2 separate regions of the Zea mays genome follow, and region 1 is linked to region 2. The links are chromatin contacts, called in public Hi-C maps. All regions are on one chromosome and are shown on one strand. Each heading gives the region's core, a stretch centred on a gene start, on an enhancer-like site or on the middle of the called end of the contact. The rest is flanking DNA. Distances are from core to core; before and after follow the strand shown.

Region 1 (4,001 bases), core at 1,101-3,600, 610 kb before region 2:
CCTCACCCGTCACGTGGTTTGTGCATCCTCTATGAATGACCCAGCTTGTGCCCCCAGATGCATAAACCTACAAAACAAGTTTTGGCTCCTACTGGTCTTTGGCTCCCTTTTGGAAGCCAATACCATCCTTGATCCGAGGATTCCTACCATTTACAAAAGCTTCCCTAGAAAATTTAATCTTCTTTAGCTCATCATTGCAAATTTTAGTTTCAGCATTTAATTTTGCGATCTCATCATTCAAACTAGCAATCTTAGCAACATTAGAATGACAGGAACATCTACATCCCTACATCTATTTCAAATAGAGACATGCTCGAGGGATGAAGATGCATGTCACTCATTCAACTTCACTATTATCATTCAATTCTTGATTAGCAATTTTAAGATAGGAAATGAAAGAGTGACAATCATCAAACTCTTTAGTCAAAATTTTATTATTTTCAAGTTCAAGAGCAAGGGCCTTTTCCACACTAACAAATTTGTAATATTCCTCATGAATGAGATCTTCTTGTTTTTCTAAAAGTCTATCCTTCTCATTTAGGGAATCAATTAATTCATTAATTTTATCAACCTTAAAGCTATCAAGGCCCTTAAACAACATGTTATAATCTTCCTCAGCATCACTAGATTCTTCATCACTAGAGGAAGTATACTTTGGCGTTGATCTAGGATATACCTTTTTCTCCTTTGCCGTCAAGCATGTATGTCGCTCGTTGGGGAAGAGTGATGACTTGTCGAAGGCAATGGTGGCGAGTCCTTCGTTGTCGGAGTCGGAGGAGCTGCAACTTGAGTCCCACTCCTTTCCAATATGTGCCTCACCCTTTTTTCTTAAAGAACTTCTTCTTTTCCATCTTCTCCCTTCTTTGCCTTTTCCTAGTCATCACTTTCATATTCTAGACAATTAGCAATAAAATGGCCAATCTTACCACATTTGAAGCATGAACGTTTCCCCTTTGACTTGTTGTTGTTGTAGCTCTTGTGCCCCTTCAATGCGCTCTTGAAGCGCTTGATGATGGCCATATCCTCATCGTTGAGGCCGGCTGCCTCAACTTGCGCCACCTTGTTGAGGATCGCCTCCTTATCATTCATTTCTTTGAAAGCAATGACTTGTGATTCATTGGAGGGGTGCTCCCATTGGTGTTGTCGTCGATGTACTTGGCATCTTTAACCACCATTTGATGGCTAACAAATTTTCCAAGCACCTCCTCGGGCACCATCTTAGTTTACCTAGAGTTCTCATAGATTAAAGAAATAAGAGTAGGATCTATAACAGTAAATGACCTCAACATGAGTCCAACAACTTCATGATCCATCCATCTCTTCCTTCCATAGTTCTGCACTTGGTTCACTAGGGGCTTAAGCATGATGTACATTTCTTGTGGCCCTTCGCCCATCTTCATGGCGAACCTCCCAAGTTCACCCTCGATGAGCTTCACCTTGGTTACTTTGGTCAGCAAGTTTCCTTCATGCACGATCTTCAATGTATCTCAGATTTCTTTGGCATTCTCCAAGCCATTTACCTTGTTGTATTCTTCTCTGCATAGAGAAGCTAGCAAAACAGTGGCAGCTTGGAAATTTCTATGAATTAATTCTTCTACTTCTATATCATCAAAATTCTCATCATCAATATCTCGTATTTGCATTCCATTTTCTACTATATCCCAAATGCTAGGATGGAGAGAAAAAAGATGACTACACATTTTATGGCTCCACCAAGAATAATCCTCTCCACCAAAACGAGGAGGTTTGCCAAGAGGAATAGAAAGCAATTGGGCATTCGAGTTGTGAGAAATACAAGAATAGTTAAATGGAGTGCAGTTGAATTTAGATTTAACCTTTTTTTGTTCTTGACGTCTGGAAGTGGTTTCCTCCTCGCACGAAGGAGATGACAATGTAGAAGAGTGTCTGGTTGGCGAGTGAGAGGCCAGCAGGATAACATGCTCGATATCGTCTATGGAGATACGAGTCTTATCTTAGGTTAGTTGTGCATGAAAGATATAAGATCTTTAGGGCTGTTAGCTTATGACATGTTGGAGAAAAATAGAACTACATGTTTTGCGTGTAACGTACGACACATGAAATTTTTGTGCTTTAAAGAATGATTTATATAGTAGAGATAGAGATAGAGAAGGAACGAGTTGTATTAATTTTATAGTCGAAGAAGAAACAATTAAACTTTTGTGATAGTTGATGAAGACAAAATATATTTTTTGAACGGAAAATATTTCGTGAGGTGCATGGGCCTCAACAATTAGGCCCACTACTACACGCGGAGGAGCCCGACGACCTAGGGTTTCCACCTGTAAGCCGCCGCACACATATATATGCCGTGACCAAACCGTCGCTTCCATTTTTCGACCGCCGCCGCCCCCAGTCCCCGATCCGAAGCTGTGCCTCGTACCATTTCGATCCAATGGCGCCGACGTCGAAGCTGTCGACGGGCATCAAGCGCGCTTCGCGGTCGCACACGTACCATCGCCGTGGGCTGTGGGCCATCAAGGCCAAGAACGGCGGCGCCTTCCCCAAGGCCGACAAGGCCGCCGCCGCCGTGGAACCCAAGTTCTACCCTGCCGACGACGTCAAGCCCCGCGTTCCCAGCACCCGCAAGCCTAAGCCTACCAAGCTCAGGTGCCGAAGCCATTCCTTCAAGTCGCAGCCCGCGTGGTGTTCGTATTTATTTTGCTTGGAGATTTGATTCCACTTGCCATTCTTTTGTGCAGGTCGAGCATCACGCCTGGGACGGTGCTGATCCTCCTCGCAGGGCGCTTCATGGGGAAGAGAGTGGTGTTTCTCAAGCAGCTCAAGTCTGGCCTGCTCCTTATCTCTGGTGAGCCACGCTTGGTTCGCTGCCTCTGATCACAGCATAAGTTTTGAGTTGAATGTTAGATGTAAATCTTTACGCGCTGGTTGGCTCAATCTGTGAACTATATTATTTGTAGAGTTTTTAAAGAATCCGAATTCAGTCTGGACTATAGGACCTGCATGCGTGATATAAGGGCATCCGGGCTTTGGTGACAAGGGAATTGGAGGGGATTGAAGGGGAGGAAAGTTCATGCTATTCAAAATTGAATAGCAAGGGATTTCCTCCCCTCCAATTTCCTTGTCACCAAACCAGTCCTTGTACATTGCAGACGAGGTCCAAAGAACGGTCTTGGCCCAGAAAGTTTAGAACCTTACCTAAGACCTGGCTTCAGCAAATAAATATTTGTGAGGGAGGGGGAGTCTCGGCCACCAGAATGCGAGAGCTGAGAGAGAATCGGATGATGATTTTTTATTTGCTGGAGCCCTACCCTCAATGCTCATAGTAGCATCATACGCAACAGCTCTTGACCTCATAGTGCATTTGCGCCCTCATACACAGGTGATGCCTAAGCATTGGTTCTTTGATGGCACTGTCACATGGTTAAAAAATAGACTGTTGGACTATCTGCATTTTCATGTCTTTGACTTGCTGGAAACAACTTTTATAGTTTAAATACTGTAAATGAAGACTACTATTGTTTGGATTTATAAAATTACTTTTAGTTGAAGTTACAAGGGTAGGCCTGTTGCAGTTGTGGGAGCTGTCTTATTAAAATCATTAGGTCACGGGTTCAAAGCAGCCTCTGTGCATTTGCAGTGGTAAGGCTTGCTTCCGTTTATCCCTTCCTCAACTCCACTCATGTGGGCCTCTGGCACTGGGTCTGCCCTTTACTTTTAGTTAAAGTTGATAGAATGCTTCTGTTCACCGTTACAACCTTACCCTCCTTCCTGTCTAGCTGCATGGCTTTCTCTTCATGCATTCAAAAGAGTTGTATTTTTTCCTATCCTGTTCTACTTGATATTCTTTTCCTGTCATTAGTTTGCGTTTCTGTTATCTTTCAGGGCCTTTCAAGATCAATGGAGTACCGATCCGCCGTGTGAACCAGACCTATGTCATTGCTACATCAACCAAAGTTGACATCTCTGGTGTTGATGTCGCCAAGTTTGATGACAAGTACTTTGCCAGGGAGAAGAAGCAG
Region 2 (4,170 bases), core at 1,290-3,789:
CTCACCAAGTCATCATCGTTCTTTCCAACATAACCAAGCTTCTTCATTAAAACCAAATCATCAGATTTCACGGTGGATCTGCAAAATTCAATGTGACTGGGTCTGCTTGGACTTAAGATATCGGCATCATCTTCGGCATCATCTCCATCGGTATTACCTTCGGCATCAGAAACGTTCTTCTCTGGAGTGTCCTTCTCTTCCCTTTAGCCAATCATATCAGAATCCTTCATAATTTCTGGAATAGGAGTCGTATCGGCTGTATCTATTTCCCCGCCTTCATTCATCAACCTAGCAATGGTCTAATTCTAGCCATTGCAGCTTTGAGTCGAAGCTAAACTGAGATTTTTTGGCACTAAAGGCGAAGCACAGTCAAAAACTGAGAAGAATGAAAACACCTTCGGCTATAGTAAATTTTTTTGGCAGCACAACGATGCAAGTGCAATGAATGTTGTAAAAACCTAACGCCAACCAATTTGTTTATATAGCCTTGCAGGCGGAGAAGGCGAACCACCGCGCCAGTCACTTTTTTATTCATTTTTTAATAACAAGCTCAGAGAAGATTTTTTTCAGACCTTCGGCATTCAGAGGCCTTTGTATGTTTCACGGATCGAGCTCGTTATTAAAAAATGATCTAGCACCGCGAAGGGCTACTGTTGGGGTATCTCTCTACCGAAGGTCCTCAGAATAAAACTAACTGCTTTGATTCATCTAACAGACATGCTACACACTAAATGCCGATGATAAAATAGCGAAATGAGGAACGCAAGGGATATGACAAAGCTTCGGCAATCATCGCGATGATAGCTTCGATACAAGCTAGTTCCGAAGGTCTCGTAACAAACCAATTCAAGAGTAGAAAGACAACTCTATCCTTGATACTTGTGTTAAGACAAATGTATAGAGATAGAGGGTACAATTATAATTTCACTTGGGTTATGTCCCAGGCCTATAAATAGATGAACAGTACCCCATACTGTTCATGGGGTCATTGGAAAGGCTTATTCAAGAGAGCTTGAGACACATTTTTGATTGTCCATTTCCTGAAGGTCACCCTTATATTTCCCTTCGAGCAAAGCCGAAGGTATAAATGTAATCATTTACCGTTGTAATGTCTGAAGTATGGTTTTATTAACATCATTAAATGATAAGAAGAAAGATTCATCCCTCGTTATTTGCTTATCATTCATTAAATATGAAACGTTTTTGTTCTGTCATTAATCTTCGATCATAAACAACCCTCGAAGGAGGATTGTTTCATGATTGAAGTTAATCATCTCCCTTTACCCTCGTCCAGGAATCATTATCTTTGAAGAAGATAACGCTTTCAGGGACGAATGTCCGTAACATTTTACATTGTGTTGCCTTTTACCTCTAAACATTTATTCGCACCCATATAACCAACAAAAACATATGATATGTATTTGTATGAAAAAAATAGAAAAAAATAAAACTAGGTCGTGTCGAAGCCTGCCATGCCACGCCTTAGCCCAGGCACAGCCCAGTGACCAGGCCAAGCCGTCATGGGCTCGGTTCGCTATGTGTCGTGCTGGTTTCGAGCTGGGCACAACCAGTGTCGGGTTTCAAGCCATCCGGCAAGCCCCGGCTCGCCTGGACATGTATACAAGTGATTCAAAAGTAGCTTTCTGTTTTCATTTGCATTTCACATCATGACGAAAAATCTGATGATCCGTTTAGATGTCAATATTTAAGGCATGAAATTGAATTTGGTATTGAAATGATGTAATTCTAATTATATTGTTTGAATATTACTGAATTGGAGTTTGAAATTTTGCGGCCTAATTCTACACAATACGGAGGGCGATGCTATGTATTGAGAGAAAGAGTTTCTAGTTATAGTTCAATTCCAGATAATTGAGTCTCTGATTTTAAATCTCAATTTCATGTTTAACCAAATGGAGAGAATTTTGGAAAGCTAATCATTTGTAATTCCGTACTTCAGTATCTATATCTGGGTATGATCGATCATCGTCATGTTGCTGCACAAAGGGTCATCTCCCAGTATCCGGAATTCCTCATCTGCCATGGTTCTGTAGCCCCACGAGAGAGACTGAACTAGAGACAAGGATTTGGAAATCCTCATCCGATCTCGGCTCTCAAGGCCACCGCCTACTGAAGAGTGAAGATGGTGTATTATTTTAGTATGTTGTAAGCATGCCTGTCGAAGTTGGGGTGGAGTTCACGGCTGCGATCAGCGACATAGTCCGCACTCTCGAAGTTGAGAGCGCGCCTAGCCGTAGCCGGTGGTGAAGGTGAAGGCGCTGGACCTGAAGGTGGGCGGGCCGACGAGCTCGAGGACAGTGGCCAAGGCCGCCGGTGCGACACGTTGCCGTCAGGCGTCAGCGAAAGCGAATCCTCCACCTCCCCATCGGACTTGAGGGATATCAAATAGACTTTTTCCTTTCGAAGACCCATCGTAGGCCCAGCTACAGCCCATTTAGCCCATCTCGCGACTACAGTGTACAGCCGCAAATCGGGAGAAGGGGTTTTTATGTCTCCTCGCCCGCTCCGAATCAGCTCGAGGTAGCAGCTCCCCCCGCAAAAACCCTAGCTTTACCTCCCCACAAGCGCCTCCAAGATGAAGCTCGTCAGGTAAGCCAGCATCCCCCTGTTTCTCCCCTTTCCCCCTCCATTCGTTTCAGTCTGCTGATTCGTTTGGTGCAATTTTCGCCCGAATCGGTGCGGATTTTGGCGCGGGAATTGCGCTTTTACAGGTTCTTGATGAAGCTGAACAACGAAACGGTGACCATCGAGCTTAAGAACGGCACCGTCGTACACGGAACCATTACCGGTATGACGTCATGCGAACTTTACCACTGTGGGAATTAGAGGTGCGGGGCACCTTTAGGTGTGCGGGCTTAGAAAGTAGCTTAATACTGTGTTTCTGGCTGTAACCTAGGAACATGTGACCAACAGAGCTACTATATGATCTTTTATTGCCATCCTGTTTCCGCTTGGTCCAAATATGGTGAATTTTATTCATCTATAGTAAGGCAATATATTCTAGTTATTCCTTCCATATAACATGTGACTTGCAACACCATGTTGCCGTTTTGGGTAATTCACTTTAATTTTTGCATTGCTGCCAGTATTGGCTGTTATAAATCTGATTTGAAGTGTTGGTGATTTTTATAGTTTCTAATGTTTGGTTTCAATGGGTAATGTTGCTCCTGCATACCAAAGTTGTGCTTAAACTGGATAATTTTTAGGCGATTTCTGTCGTCCAATGTGAAATGAAAGATTTCTAGATGCAACCTAAACCAAAATTAGTACAGTTTTCTGAGTTTCTTCTAAGTTAGGCATCGTGAAAATGGAGGGTGGACTGAACATTTATTTGTGCTTCACAGACCATGTTTTCCCTAACAAAAAAGACCATGTTTACTTTTCTTGTAGACATCTTTTTCCCCTAGGGTTCAACTTTCATGTTTACTGGCTTAATTTAGGATAGTAATTATTTTCAAGTCCTCATCATATGTTTGAATTTTCAAGAAATTCATTTTATCTACATTGCCTGCTCTAGATAGTATGGTAGGGTATATGCATTGTCCTTTATATATTGGAGTAATCCTACGTAGCATTAATAGTCACAGTGTAATGTTTCTTTTATAGGTTATCCGGTCGATTATGGTTTACATATACGGACAGCTATCTTCAGATAGTTAAGTAATTTTCATGTTGTTTAGAACTTACCATATGACACTGTTATTAACACCTAAGATTAGAGAATATTTCTGTCATTTTTTGGTGATTAAAAAAAATTGTCCATCTAATTTCAGTCCTTACAAGAACTCCACAAATGGATGTGATCAAACCAGCACAAAACTCCACAAATCTTAGATTTTGCATCTTTGGTAGCATCATTGGTTACTCCATACCGGTATAGCTAAACATGGCAATCCCTGCCAACATGCAAAAATCTGAAGCAGGGTGAATTTTGAATTTTGATCTTGAGCTATTGTTGAATGTCTCTTACAAAATGTGTAGAAATGCTATTATGGCATTTAACTAGGTTGGTAAGCTGCCTAAATACATATAGGCAGGATATTTCAATGTTTGTTTGTTTAGAAATTTGAATTTGAAGTGACATGAGGTGTAAGATTACAGATTTCGCCAGCAAACAACAATGGCTAGTCTTTTAATATTATATTTACT

The links. A called contact is a pair of places that touch in the nucleus more often than the background predicts.
Region 1: a contact with region 2 is called in a Hi-C map of ear, with 2.2 times the contacts expected there. The contact joins the promoter of LOC103653691 here to the promoter of LOC100286216 in region 2. A contact is called at or near these places in 2 of 25 Hi-C or Micro-C datasets (ear and tassel).

Annotation. Positions count from the first base shown.
Region 1 is chr4:133,259,093-133,263,093 of Zm-B73-REFERENCE-NAM-5.0, reverse strand. It overlaps LOC103653691 (60S ribosomal protein L6-like), which reads left to right and starts at 2,350. Exons shown (of 4, transcript NM_001301490.1): 1 at 2,350-2,628; 2 at 2,721-2,827; 3 at 3,865-4,001. The coding sequence starts at 2,414.
Region 2 is chr4:132,650,593-132,654,762 of Zm-B73-REFERENCE-NAM-5.0, reverse strand. It overlaps LOC100286216 (small nuclear ribonucleoprotein Sm D1), which reads left to right and starts at 2,539. Exons shown (of 5, transcript NM_001159104.2): 1 at 2,539-2,610; 2 at 2,733-2,809; 3 at 3,628-3,676. The coding sequence starts at 3,643.